Regions from separate parts of the Gossypium arboreum genome. Here region 1 is linked to region 2. A link is a contact called in public Hi-C data. All regions are on one chromosome and are shown on one strand. The core of a region is the stretch at or near the end of the contact, and the rest is flanking DNA. Distances in the headings are between cores, read along the strand shown.

The links. A called contact is a pair of places that touch in the nucleus more often than the background predicts.
Region 1: a contact with region 2 is called in a Hi-C map of leaf, with 2.8 times the contacts expected there. The contact joins the promoter of LOC108470791 here to the promoter of LOC108472827 in region 2. A contact is called at or near these places in 2 of 5 Hi-C or Micro-C datasets (both in leaf).

The regions. Positions count from the first base shown.
Region 1 is chr11:11,112,939-11,119,687 of ASM2569848v2, reverse strand. LOC108470791 (pectin acetylesterase 6-like) reads left to right here and starts at 5,281. Exons shown (of 14, transcript XM_017772261.2): 1 at 5,281-5,655; 2 at 6,263-6,510; 3 at 6,664-6,746. The coding sequence starts at 6,312. LOC108474102 (protein ABC transporter 1, mitochondrial) reads left to right here. Exons shown (of 7, transcript XM_017776009.2): 1 at 1-350; 2 at 465-690; 3 at 930-1,082; 4 at 3,142-3,301; 5 at 3,564-3,673; 6 at 4,023-4,139; 7 at 4,455-5,068. The coding sequence ends at 4,847.
Region 2 is chr11:10,941,824-10,948,816 of ASM2569848v2, reverse strand. It overlaps LOC108472827 (chitinase 10), which reads right to left and starts at 3,871. Exons shown (of 2, transcript XM_017774386.2): 1 at 3,321-3,871; 2 at 2,729-3,225. The coding sequence starts at 3,847. The coding sequence ends at 2,859. It also overlaps the pseudogene LOC108472376.

The sequences.
Region 1 (6,749 bases), core at 4,032-6,531, 170 kb before region 2:
GAATTTTCCAAGCCTAGGCCCAAAGACTCCGTTGTCTACTTCAACAGCACCAATGACGGCGGTGGGAAGGACGTTGTGAATTATTCCTCAAACGACATCGCACGTGCGAGCCTTACCAGCGATGAAAAGGTTGATTCTGATAAAGGCGTTAGTAATAATGGTCAAACGATTCCCCAGGAGAGACTTGTTAATGATGGTTTAGAGACAGAATGTGAGTCCACTTCGGATAATAAGAGGTATGTGGACGGCGGCGAAGTGGTCAAAACGGCGGCAGAGGCGACAGTACCTGTGAAGAGACGGAGGCCAAGGGAAAGGAAGGTTCCCGCTACTACATTTTCTAGAGCATTTGGGTAAATTGTGTGTGTGTTTCTTTTAATGTTTTATCTTGTATTGCTATTGCCAAATTATATGCTCTTTTTTTTTTGTGCTACTTTGCTGACTAGTTTTTTGTATAACATCAAAAGCTTTGCTGCTTTAGGAGCTGGTCTAGCATGGGGAACAGTTCAGGAATCTGCCAAGAGGCTTGTTTATGGTTCTCCTATCTCAAATGAAAAGCAATCTGCGGTTTCACCATTCTTGTCTGAAAAAAATGCCGAAAGATTGGCCCTTGCATTATGTAGGATGCGTGGCGCAGCTCTTAAACTCGGACAGATGTTAAGCATACAAGATGAATCCCTTGTTCCAGCTCCGGTATGCTGATTTATCTTTTTTCTTCTGTATGTGTTACGATGGTGTTTAGTGAATGTAATTTGATAGTGGAAATCATTGTGGGAAAGGTATATTTGTGGTTCTGTCTTTATTCAATATCAAATGAGAATATATGATGCAGGAGGTTGTGGTCTATATTTTCTGATTTTCTCATTAAGATTACTTGCCTTGACTTTGTACGGTGGCCCAATCATATTTTTGCCTTCTTTCATTTTATGTAGATATTGGCTGCTCTGGATATTGTGCGTCAAGGTGCAGATGTGATGCCGAGGAGCCAGCTCAATCAAGTTTTGGATGCTGAACTTGGTCCTGGTTGGTCGACAAAGTTGACTAGCTTTGATTATGAACCCTTGGCCGCTGCAAGTATTGGCCAGGTAAGCCAAATGGTTGCGTGTTTATTGTATTGCCATTCTGATTAGGATGTTCCATATATGTTTAGTCTTTGTAACCTTTTAAGGCAGCATGTCTCTTTGTCTATATGTTGCTTTTTTACTGGCTACAAGGAGTCTTACCTATAAAAAACTTTTGATCTATATGTGAACATGTTAATATTAGTTACTCATTAATATTTCTAGCATTGATGTTATTTGGTCGGAATGGGTTATTGTGCAAAGCTTTGGGAGTTGTATTCTTTTCAACCTTTATATAAGTTTACTGGTGTTTATGTGATAATTTAACTGCCTTGTGCAATCCAACTGCTCCCTGACAAGTTGATGCTTCTTTCTAGTTACCAAGGCTTTCCATTCTTGTATATATATGAAATTCAGATTTTACATTTTTGCTTAGCTAATGAATATCAGCATTTGGAATACTTACCATGCTTGTCCATTTACTCTTTCTTGCTTTCCCATCAACTTGCTTTGTTTCATCATTTGAAATGGAATATTTTGCTCAATGAGATTATTTGGATGAAACAACTTTTGTCTAGATTGTTTTTCATAGGGATGGCAACAGAGCATGGTGGGGCCGGTGTTGCCAAATCCACCAGCTCTCCATAGTTGACATGCTGTGCTCCACCATTCGCCCTGCCCTCTATGGATGTGTAATTTTGAAAAAACCATTATCACCTCCATGGATGTTGGGTACATCCATCCTTGCGTTGCTTTGCCCCAATTTGATTCTCTTTAAAAGAAATATAGCATACACAATTTTACTATACAACAAATACATTATATATAAGGAAGTGGTAATTTCATCCTTTTAATAGTTATAGATATAAAAGTTAAAAAGGAATTTAGGGTTTATTCTGTGATGCAATTTTACATTTTTACCCTTTTACCATGTATAAGGGTAATTTCATATATTGGAATGGGGCAAGCAATTACTAGAATCGCTCCATATTTGCCTTCCAAAATAACCCGCACCTACCCTCCATTGTTCAAAAAGAAAAAAAACTAGCCCTAATTGGAGTGGGATGGTTTGGGTTTTGCCATTCCTAGTTTTTCATCAATTTTAAAACTAGCCTAAAAACCTAACCTCTCTCTCTCTCTCTCTCTCTCTCTCTCTCTCTCTGTGAAATTCTAGGTTCACAGAGCTGTTATGAAGGATGGTATGGATGTGGCAATGAAAATTCAGTACCCTGGTGTGGCAGATAGCATTGAGAGTGACATTGAAAATGTCAAACTTCTATTAGATTATACAAATCTAATTCCTAAAGGGCTGTATCTTGACAGAGCAATGAAGGTATGCGCTTATGCATGTGTCAACTTATATTATCGAGTTTCTAAGTTTTGACTATGTTAAATAAATGGTTGGCCTTCCAATACAGTTTAACGATGGACACTTGCAGATATAGTTCACAAAGCTATTTGGCCAAGCCCAGCATATTTAGGGACGGCAGTATAGATTGGATATATGCAATTTCTTTAAAATTTGAATACCTTTATTATTCACATTAAATTCAAGTATTACTACTTAAATTTGAATCCAAATTAATTAAAATATGCGAATCCACTAAATATCTGCATTTAGTAAGTATGAAAATATTTTTTAAATAAAAATAAGTCCACATATATTAAATATAAAAATATTTTTAAATAAAAGTTTTAAAAAGTAAAGCCAATGATGGAGTCGGATGTTTGAATCCATATCTGTTTTTGGAGAGCTAATATCCGCTTCCTCTCTTAATCCACTAGTAGATCTAATATCCAAATCTACAAAAAGCAAGTTGGATATCCGAAAATATCTGAGTCCACACTATCCATTGCAATCCCTAGGCATGTTGATAGAGTTAAGAGTATCTTTCCCTGGTATTGTTTGATCTTTTCCGCACCTTTTTACTGGTTCTGGCTATACTGTTACATGCCGCAAAATGGGGGCTCAGTCCTGTATTTAATGGTAGTGGTTATTGGAGGATGTTATCTGGGTATATTGACAATTGAAGTTTCTGTGTTAAAAAATTGGATGTTTATGTCCTTGCTTGAATTCTTGCAGGTGGCTAAAGAAGAATTATCTCGAGAATGTGACTATCAGTTGGAGGCATCCAATCAGAAAAGATTCCGTGATATGCTATCTGGCCATGAGGGATTTTATGTTCCACTTGTTGTGGATGATATTTCAGGCAAAAGAGTTTTAACCACGGAACTTATTTCTGGTAATTGTGCTGCATCTTTTAGGTTCCTATTTTGCTTAAAGCATCTGGTTCGCATAGTTTGTGCTATGTTCTCTAAGTATTGAGAGGATACTTTCTTGCAACTGTTTAAAAGAACATATTTTAACTGTGAACTGGAGAATCTGATAGATCAAAGTGCATCAATCTTATTTGGTCTCTAAAACAGTTTCAATTTTACAAGGTTGATAAAATAATCTCATGAATTGTATTTGTTTACTTTGAAAATGTTATTTACTTGCTACAGGAGTTCCAATTGACAAGGTTGCATTACTGGACCAAGGAACTCGTAATTATGTTGGGAGAAAGTTGCTAGAACTGACATTAATGGAGCTATTTGTTTTCCGCTTTATGCAGGTATACTTTCTCTTATGTCTTTTTCCTTTCTTAGGAGGTTTCTGTGTGTGTTTCTCTCTCTTGCCTACTTTTCTGTACAAAGCATTTAAATCCCTGAAGGCTATTTTTGCTTTGTCATCTGAGGGCCAGGTTATTTTTAAACATAATGAAAGTTTTGGTTTGTTTATTTCTCAAAAATATCTAAGCCTAAAGCTATCAATTTAAGAAGAAACTTGACTTTGGTTTTCTATAAACTTTTTAGAATTAGCTCTTTCTCTAAGTTTGCTTCTTATTATTCTCGTAAAATGCTGCTTTGTTCCATTTTATAAGTCTTGTTGAAGAAGTGACGTCCTTTCTTGCTCTTATGCAGACTGACCCCAATTGGAGTAATTTCCTATATGATGAGACTACCAAAACAATCAATCTCATTGACTTTGGAGCAGCTCGAGATTATCCTAAACGATTTGTTGATGACTATTTGCGAATGGTCTGTTCCCTTCAAAAATGCTCGTGGCATCAAATTTTTTCTTTTTCTTTTTCCCACACGAATAGCACAAGCTGCTTTTGACATTTAGGTTGAAAACCAGCCATATGTTTGTCTTCAGCCTTTATGGATTTTTCTACTTTTAGACTCTTGCTTACTAGACCTCTATATAGTTTGATCTTTAGGGTGGCTTTGCTTCAAGCTTACTAATTCTATGAGGTGTTCAACCTTGTGTTGCGGTTTAACTTTTGCCATTTTCAGAGTTGATTGTCCGTAGTTGTGAACTGAAGGATTACTTCCTTGCATGTATTCGACCAGGTTATGGCTTGCGCAAATAATGACAGAGCAGCAGTTATTGAGATGTCACAGAGACTTGGATTCTTGACAGGAAAGGAATCAGAGGTAATGTTGGAGGCTCACGTTCAAGCTGGTTTTGTTGTGGGATTGCCATTCTCAAAGTCTGGTGGCTATGATTTCCGCTCAACTAATATTACTCAAAGCATTTCAAACCTCGGGGCAACAATGCTGAGGCACCGCCTTACACCACCCCCAGACGAGGCCTACAGTCTTCATCGGAAATTGTCAGGTGCTTTCTTGGCTTGCATTAAGCTAGGGGCTGTTGTACCATGCAGGGAATTGTTGCTTGATGTCTATGAGCACTACCATTTTGGCGAAGATGAGTGGTCCTTATCAACTGCTTCAGTATCTTGACGACGTTGGGATTATTTAGTTTACAAATTTTGATTCTTTTTATTACCTTTGTAATAAAAATTTAGGGATTCAATTTGCCAAGTGCACATCCCATTATAATATGAATTTTACATATTCTAACTTTGTTGGCTAAAGAGAAAAAAAAAGTTTTAAATTTTGATATTAGTTTTTGTACTTATCAAATGATAATTGATAAATTATCTATGTTAAGTTTTCTGAAATCTGATGTTGCAAATATATTATTATATGTATAATGTCATGTTAGTTTATTGTTTTCATATATTATTTAAAATTTTGGTTAATAAATTAATAATTATAATTTATGAAAAATTAAAAAGTGCATGGACTTAGAGTTGATCTAATTACAAAATACGGATGAAATTTACAGTATAGTGATTAAAATTGATGAATTCAAAAAGATCAAAGAAGCAGGATAATTTCTTATAAAATAGAAAGGGATGAAGACAATGCTCCTTTAGTATTTGAATGCGAGAAAAAAGAATGGGGTTCTTCAAAATTTGCTCTTTTCTTTCTCGTCAATATACATGCACTTTAAGCAATAAATAAAGAAGGATATTATTATGTTTTTCTTATCCTCCAGCATATTTAGCTAAAACAAAATTCAGTGTTTTTTGTTTTCGCTTGTAATTTATTACTTAGCCCAATACCAGAAAATGATGCAGGAAATATTCAAAGTAAAAAATAGAGCGCAATTACCGGAAGGCAGATTATCGGCGGATTTAGAGAGCGTAAGGATGTGGAGCATTTTTATATGATCATTCATAGACCATGCAATAATACATAGTCGGTAAGCATAGTATTAGTTTAGTTTTAGTACCACTACAGGACTGGAACAGGAATCTGTCTATGTCGGTGTTCATATTCATAGTTGATCCCAACCTACTCTCTTTTTTTTCCCCCTAATTCTACTTGTTTTGTTTGCTTTGCCCCAAAACCAAATGTTTCCATTCATCTCCAAGGACATAAAATGAAAGAAGATTGAAGTTGGGAAGATGAAGAAGTTTTAAAAGAAGGTAAATGTAATTTTAGGAGGAGCATTCAAGAAAAATAACTACACTAGTTGGAAAGGATTGCGGCTGCCTAAAGTATTGCACGAGAGTCTACGGATAAAAAAACAATAAACATATGGAAAAGGTACAAGACAGGCAACGGTCTCTTGTGGCTGACTAAGCAGTGAATGTCGCTCAACTGTAGCATCTTGCCTTCATTTCTGCTGTCATTCAAAAATGGGGTTTATCAAAATTCATAGCTGAAATCTCTAGCCATTATCACTCCCCTTGAAAGTGTTCCACCTTCATCCTCATTTTTAGGTTTTAGCTTTCTTTGCAAAGCTTTTCGAACTCCTACACTGAATACATTGTTTGTTTATTTTTCTTTCTTTCCCTGGTTTTTAGAGTTAGCTGTAATCTAGAAGAGGAGTGAAAAAGACAAAAGAGAGAAATAATGAAGCGAGTTCTGATATGGGTTTTGAGCTTGTGGAGTGTAGTTGGGATTGGTTGGAGCCGATCTGAAGATGGGTTGCAAGAACTTAAAGCTAAAGACAGATTACTCTCCTTCTTAGAGAAAGATGCAGTATCCCCTGGTGCCAACTCTCTCATGATTCCCCTTACTCTCATTCAAGGAGCTGCTTCTAAAGGAGCTGGTACTTCTCAAACTTCAACGCATCATTTACTTCTTGCATTCCAGGACTGCCCTGAAATTCTGATTCTTGATTCCTGTTGAGATATGAGACTCCTTTTTCCCTTCTTTTTTTTTTTTTTTCATTTTCTTTCTTTTCATGCCTTGGGTTTCACAGTTTGTTTGGATGGGACGCCTCCTGGTTATCATCTGGATCGTGGGTTCGGCTCTGGTTCAAACAGCTGGCTCATCCAATTGGAGGTT
Region 2 (6,993 bases), core at 2,622-5,121:
CTTCCCTTCTGCATGGAAATTACCTAAATTTCCAGTTAGGTTTTTAAGGAAAGCTTCATGTTTAGCCTGAGACTGGGCGGCAGATTTCTTTTTTTTTTTTTGGGGGTGTCATCGCTAGCAAAGGCCCCTAAACTTATCGACGCTTTAAAAACGGAGTAATAATTTCAAAATATAAGTCATTGAAAAAAATTATAGGGAAAAAACCAGGGAAGAAAAAGTTTTAGCGCAACCCCTAAAATGGGAAAATGCCCTCACCCGGGCCTATCCTTGACAATTTTGGTATTCTGAAATATAAAGCAATAGCAAGTTTGACCCATAATAATAATTAGAAAAAATTACTGTAAATGAGGAAAAATGTTTTTTAAATAATAATTAGAAATTTTAAAATTCGAATTTAGATGTCACTATTTCGTTGGCATGTTAAAAAAACTTTATGTTCAAACAGTACTGTGTTTAAAGGGACAAAAAAAAAAAAGTGTTTGGAACAGTAAAACAATAGGTTTCCCATCCCATGGCCCTTCGAAGCTAACATAGATTTGGGCAAGAAATGGTGGGGGACATCAGCTTTTGCTTTTTCTCATCTTAGATCTTCCTTCCTGTAGTTTCTTTCTCGCAAAATTGGCGTTTCTTTTGGTGCAAGCCAATCTTTCTTGTTCCCCTTTTTCTTAGAGTTAATTATTAAGGTGATAGATACACAACGATGATAACCAAGCCTTTTCTTTTTAAGGTAAAACAAGAGTTTCCTTTCCACGTGAGGAAAAAGGATTTTGTTTTAAAAAGAACAACAATTTGAGTTTTAATGCATAACTTCATCATGATATCTTTTAAATTCTGTTTTATGGAAAATATAAATAATAATTATCTTTTATTAAAATAAATTATATAATAAATACTATTTTACCATATAAAATTACTAATATTTCAATTCAGATATGGTTTACCAAAAGACAAATCAAACATTTATGCCATGAGGTGGTGACTAAATATAAATGCGGAAGGCTATAAAATTACCCGTGTGTTGTGCATGAATCCTTGAACTTGCACACGAGAAGCAAACGCAAAACAGAACCCGCACATGGAGCCTCCTTGAATTTAACTCCCAAGAAACAAAAAGTTAAAATCATGAGATAAGACGTATACATGTCGGCTGCTCTGACGACATATCATCCCAACCATGGCGAGGAATATGAAAGAACTGCCTCTCTTGATTCTCTACCAATACTTACTACCACTGTTTTCCATTATATATACAGTATTTCCTTCTCTTTCTGGTTATTTAAACCAAAGGTGGCGGCTTTTGTTCTTCAGTCTTAGTTCCCACATCTCAGAAAATGAGAAGGGCAATTAGTTATTGTTCATCTTCTATAGGGAGCAGCAACCACTTTGATTCCTCAAGCACTGCTACTGCTGCTTCTTCCTCTTCGTAGAGGGACCATAACACCGATCTTAGCCTTGGTCTTAGCATTTCAACCTCTCCTCTTTATGCAAGGTGCGTGTTTAGTTATTTACTCACCATCATCTTCAAAAGAAACACTACCATTTGTTTTGGGTAAATTGGTACGTATACATGTATATCAGGAAGCAAAGATCGCCAATAAAGCCGCTGCTAAGGCTGGAGCTTGCCGAACAAGATGAGTGCAACAGTGCTACTTTTTATGTCAAAGTTTACATGGAAGGAATTCCTATTGGTAGAAAAGTAGACCTGTTGGCTCGCCGGAGTTACTGTGACCTGATAAAAACTCTTGAACATATGTTTAATACAAACCTCATCTGTTAAGTTTCATCTTTCTACTTCTTTTGTTTCCTTCGTTAAAAATGCAACAGCTGTTTTTTCTTTTCCCCCTGAACAGAAGTTTTGACGAATCCATGCAGGGGCTGAGGCTGAGGTGAATGGAGATCATTTCGAGGAATATCATGTACTAACATATGAAGACAAGGAAGGGGATTGGATGATGGTTGGTGATGTTCCTTGGCAGTAAGTAAACAACATTTCCATATGTCTTATATATGGTGATGATGGTCATTCCTTATAGTACACCACAGCTGAAGCTGTTCTATATATGCATGTACTGTAGGATGTTCTTGTCAGTTGTGAGGAGATTGAAGATAAGTAGATCAAGTGCTGAACTTTGATAAAAAATTGTTTTTCTTTTCTTTTCTTTTTGGTGGAGTGAAAATCAATAGGAGATGCGTATGCATAAAATATATGGTGGGATATGTTTAGGGTTTAGAAAAAAAAAAGTATCATGGACATACTAGAATGATTGAGTAACAAGCATCAGTCTTGTCTTTTGGTTGTAAATCTTTCATTGGTGATGGATTGTTATGTTTTACTTAAGGAAAGCCTTTTAATATTCTTACCTATAAGTCTCTTGTGTACAATCTCTTTAATAGTATTTAGTATTTACAATAAAGTCTTCACTAGCTGCTTGTCCTCTGAATTGTCTTCTATTCCTCTCTCTTCAGCCCAATAGTCCACTTAGAAGGAATAGGAGAGTGAAGGCCTGGAAACTTTTAGTTCTTGGGCTGTGGTTGCACCAAATAAATTGGCTGATTTGAACGTCATTGTCAGTTTATGCTTTGACGTTTTCTTCTTATAGCCATGTTATTTTCCTGCAAGTTTCAGCCTTGATCATTAACGTCAGATTTTAGAATAATCTATTCATAAAATCTCACAGAGAATCAACCCTAAAACAAAACAAAAAGAAAATTCCATTGAGAAAAACCCTTTGCTCTTCCGTCAGAATAAACATTTACTATTATTATAGAAATTACAATTGTATCACAAGGTCACAACAAACAAGCACGCCCTGTTTTATTATACAAGAAGAAAACAAAGGTAGGGAACCCCATTTTTGTTAAAACGGCTTTTGATTCGCACAGTCTAGGTTAGGCCCTGTATCAACTTTAAACAACTGAGCATATCTCTGAAAGAATCCAATTCTGTCATTTACACGTGCATCGTTGGGTATTCCACACTCCAACCCACCGTTGATTATGTTGGTTACCAAACCATATCCCGCCGTCCGATTAGCTGCCAAGTCGGCTTCCGTCGGGACATATTTACCAACCATGACATCGTGGCAAGACGGCTTTGGGCTCTGCTCCGTCATCCAGAACCAAAGCCCGGTTTTGAATGCGATCAAGGAGTGGTTGGCTACTATTTCTGGGTTCCTTAGCCCGTCAAAACCCACTGCCTTCCCGGCTGGTCCATAATTGTAATTCCTGTTATCAATAACACCAATCTATTCGGTTAAACCTTGCCTTAGCTTAATAGCTTCCAATAAAACACACGCGCACGCAAAATGCAATATCATTACCAGGATAGTTGAATGGGGCCTCTTCCATGGTATGATTTGCCAGGGTAGCAAGGCCATTGTGTGTTGGTAGAGTCACAGTAGTTGCTTTGAGGGTTGATTTCCTCTTTGAAGCACAAGCCCCAAGCGTATGGTCCGTCGGGTGCGGTGGCCCATCCGCCGGTGGTCTCGTGGGATATTTGAGCAAGAAAAGCTGCAATCTCACGCTTTCGGGTAGCTTTATCCCCTGTGTTGCCAAAGCTTGGAAAGCATTTCGCGGCTTGAATAAAGGAGGTGTAATTGTAAAAGTTTCTTGCAGGGCATGCATTATCATCCTTGTGTAGAAATATGGAATTAAACAGATTTTCACTAATCAAATAAGAGATGGACGGAGGGGCTCTTCGAGCTTCGACTCCATTTGAACCAAAGAATAGTATACTAAAGCAAAAAAGCAATGAGAAGGAAATAAGAGAAGAGGATTCCATAATCGTTTTTGTTGTATGAAGATGATGAAGGCAGCTCCTATTATTTATACACACTATACGTCCCATGTGAACATGCGGACAAGATGGAGGGGGTTATTAAACCCCATAAACAAGCCAGCCAGCCATGTCGAGCTTTTGACTTTGTTTTAAACTTAAAAGAAATAATCATTAAAATCATATTTTGACAAGTCAATGTCAATCCATTTGAGATGGTCGTAATATGTAAAGAGTTGACCCAAGCACTTCCAGAGATAGGTTTGATGCAACTAATTATTCCTCATTTCTATATGTAGTGGAAATGTCGACATACGATGACTTTCTTCCCAGTTCCAGGTTGAACATGCAAATGCTAGGGAAGCTTAATGTCTATTCATTACGTTTTCTAATATATCGTGAAATTAAAAGATGGGTACTGGGAAACCTAATTCTGCCTAATTAACCCAAGTTAATGTAATCGGTAAAAGGGGTTGGGAGGACTCTGTCAAATGTATTCACAGTGACAAAGGTCCACTATATATGTGATTCAACCAATTTTTTGGTGTTATATTGACTAGTACTGGAATCTATATTTTAAAAATAATTTGGTGGGAGTTTGGAATTAGTCGTTAATGATCAGAGGTTTTATTTAAGTTACCATTCGTCAATTTGGGAGGGAAAAGAACAATACTTTGGAGGAAAATAAAACCCGTAGTAGTTAAAATCTAAACTAAGTGATATCCCAAGTTAGTTAATTCTCTCTTGGTTCTCCTCGAAAGTTGTTGGGGTACAACAGTTGATTGGACATCTAGAGGTAAAGTATTGTTTTGGTACGGGCCACAAGAGCATTACTAAATCAAGGCAAATTCTAAATATTAGATATGACAATAAAATAACAAGGGTTAATGTCAGCCAGTGACATAATGGGGGATAAATTTCATCTAAAAAAATTTGATTTGTTATTCTCCTATTAAAAAGAAATAAAGATGACATAAAATTACAATTTCATACAATACTTTTTTCTTCTAACCATACCAATAATTTCATATCATAAAATAACAAATATTACTTAAATCTCAATCAAAATCATCTGAAATAATTTCTCAAAATCACAACAAACGAGGCCTTAAAGGGGCGGCTAATATGATTCTACTTCTCCATGGATTAAAACGTAGCCCCTACACTTTTCAACAAAAAAACGTAGCCCTCACACTAATTAAGTTGTCCAAATACAGTTTATGTTAAAGTTCGAACTTTTTCTTTTGTAAAGTGGTAGCCCAGCCCATATTTTTGGTGTAAAGGGTCTCTCATATCTGCTATCTTTTTTCTTAAAGCCATTTGGAGGGGGCTGAAATCACTTAGCCTAACATCTAATAGGCCCTGAAATGGGTATCATCTCAGACCAAAGTATTATATGATGTCCATTATCTAGTAGGAATCTTCACCATGGTACTATCAACTCACAAGAGAGGTAGGGTGAAAGTAGACTAGGGAAGACTTATTATAGCCCAAGAAAATTGGTTCCCAAAGCAGAAATATATTCGGACGGTCTGTAGTAAGATTTTGGAGAATTTACACATCACATTTCTATATGTTTAACCCAAATTTTATAATTCTAGTATTTGTTAGCACAACCTAAACTTTATTCTATTTTTGATAATAAACACAAAAATATGTTATTTAAATAGATGCACAAAAAAATTTCATTTAAACTTTTTAAAATTTTAAATTAATAAAAGTAAAATTTTATTTTGGTCCCTTAAAATGATAAAAATTTAATTTAATCTTTTAAAAATTGTAAAGATTTAGACTATTAAAATGATAATATTATATTTTTACCATTTTAAAATTACAATTCAATTTCGTCACCTCTAAAAAATTTTTGACTTAGCCCTTGAATACACAATGAAAAGAAAGTGATTTTCAAAAATCTCTGTCTTATATTGTTAGTTGCTATTAAAAGAAAAAAAATTAAATTAAGATAATGATGTATATATTTATTTATTTTAAAATTTAATTCAAATGACATGTTATCACTTAAACCTTAATTTTAAAATTTTGTACCAAATAATAATATAAAGTTTTTATAATATGAAGAGTTTATGTCACAACTTAATTAGCTTCAATCCTCATTTTTAACAAGGAAAAAGGGAAGGAGAGAAAAAAAAGGGAAATGATGAAGTCCAGCCAACATTTTTATAATTCTTTACAATGTTAAATTAGATTTATATATCTATCCTCTGTTGACTTATGTCATTAATTATTGATTCTTCATTTACTATGAAGTCACCAAAGTTTCATTTTATAAATCCTAGTTTTGGGTCAATGCAACTGCATATAAAGAAATGAAAACCCAAGAGCTATTCTCAAGCTGAAATTACTTTATATTCAAGAAAAATTAATATTACAAATATAAATATGACATCAGCTGAGATCCTCAAAGATAAGTAATGACATTTACAAGTTCTTGTTTCGTTAAGACTTAAGAGCCAAGCGTGTAGTGAGTTGACCTAAATTTGAGCCAAACGTAGGCGGGGCTAGCTGTTAATCCATCGTCTCTCCCAATTGGGGAATTGGGGGGACCGTCTTTAGGGTTTGGCTTTCAATTATAATGATCTCATTTCGGTTGGAGTCTAAATCTAAACAACCCCTCCTTATATTTTAATAAAAAAGAATGCCCTTTCAGCCATGCATGGCTTCCATTTTTTGTACCCTTTTTCATGTTTTGACCGTTAAACAAAAGGGTAAAGGCTGCCACTCTCACGTTGCATCATGCATGTAACTTCCCCACCACACATTAATCATGATCTGATTCATTATTAATTTGATGGGTTTGATTTTTGGGTTTCTGAATTTTGTTGACAAAAAAAGGTTAAAACTTGGGATAGTAATAGTATACCATGCTCCCAATCGTGATGAAGCCAAGCCACAGCCTTGTAAACATTCAGCCTAGAAAATTACCCTTGGGATAGTAATAGTTCATATATATCACAAATCAACTTGTAATCAGTTATTAATTAAACAAAAGAGAATCAGTGTCAAAGGCGTATCTTTCAATCATTGACCAAAGTTTCCCATATATTTTGTAATTAAGATGGGACTTTTGTGTATAAAAACAAGACTTCCATTATATGATGGTACAAGTCTTCTAAAAATTACAGAGATCCCCATAATCACATTTTCATTTATTTAATTGGATAAAAAAATTATCTAGTTGCTATTTTAAATGTTAATGA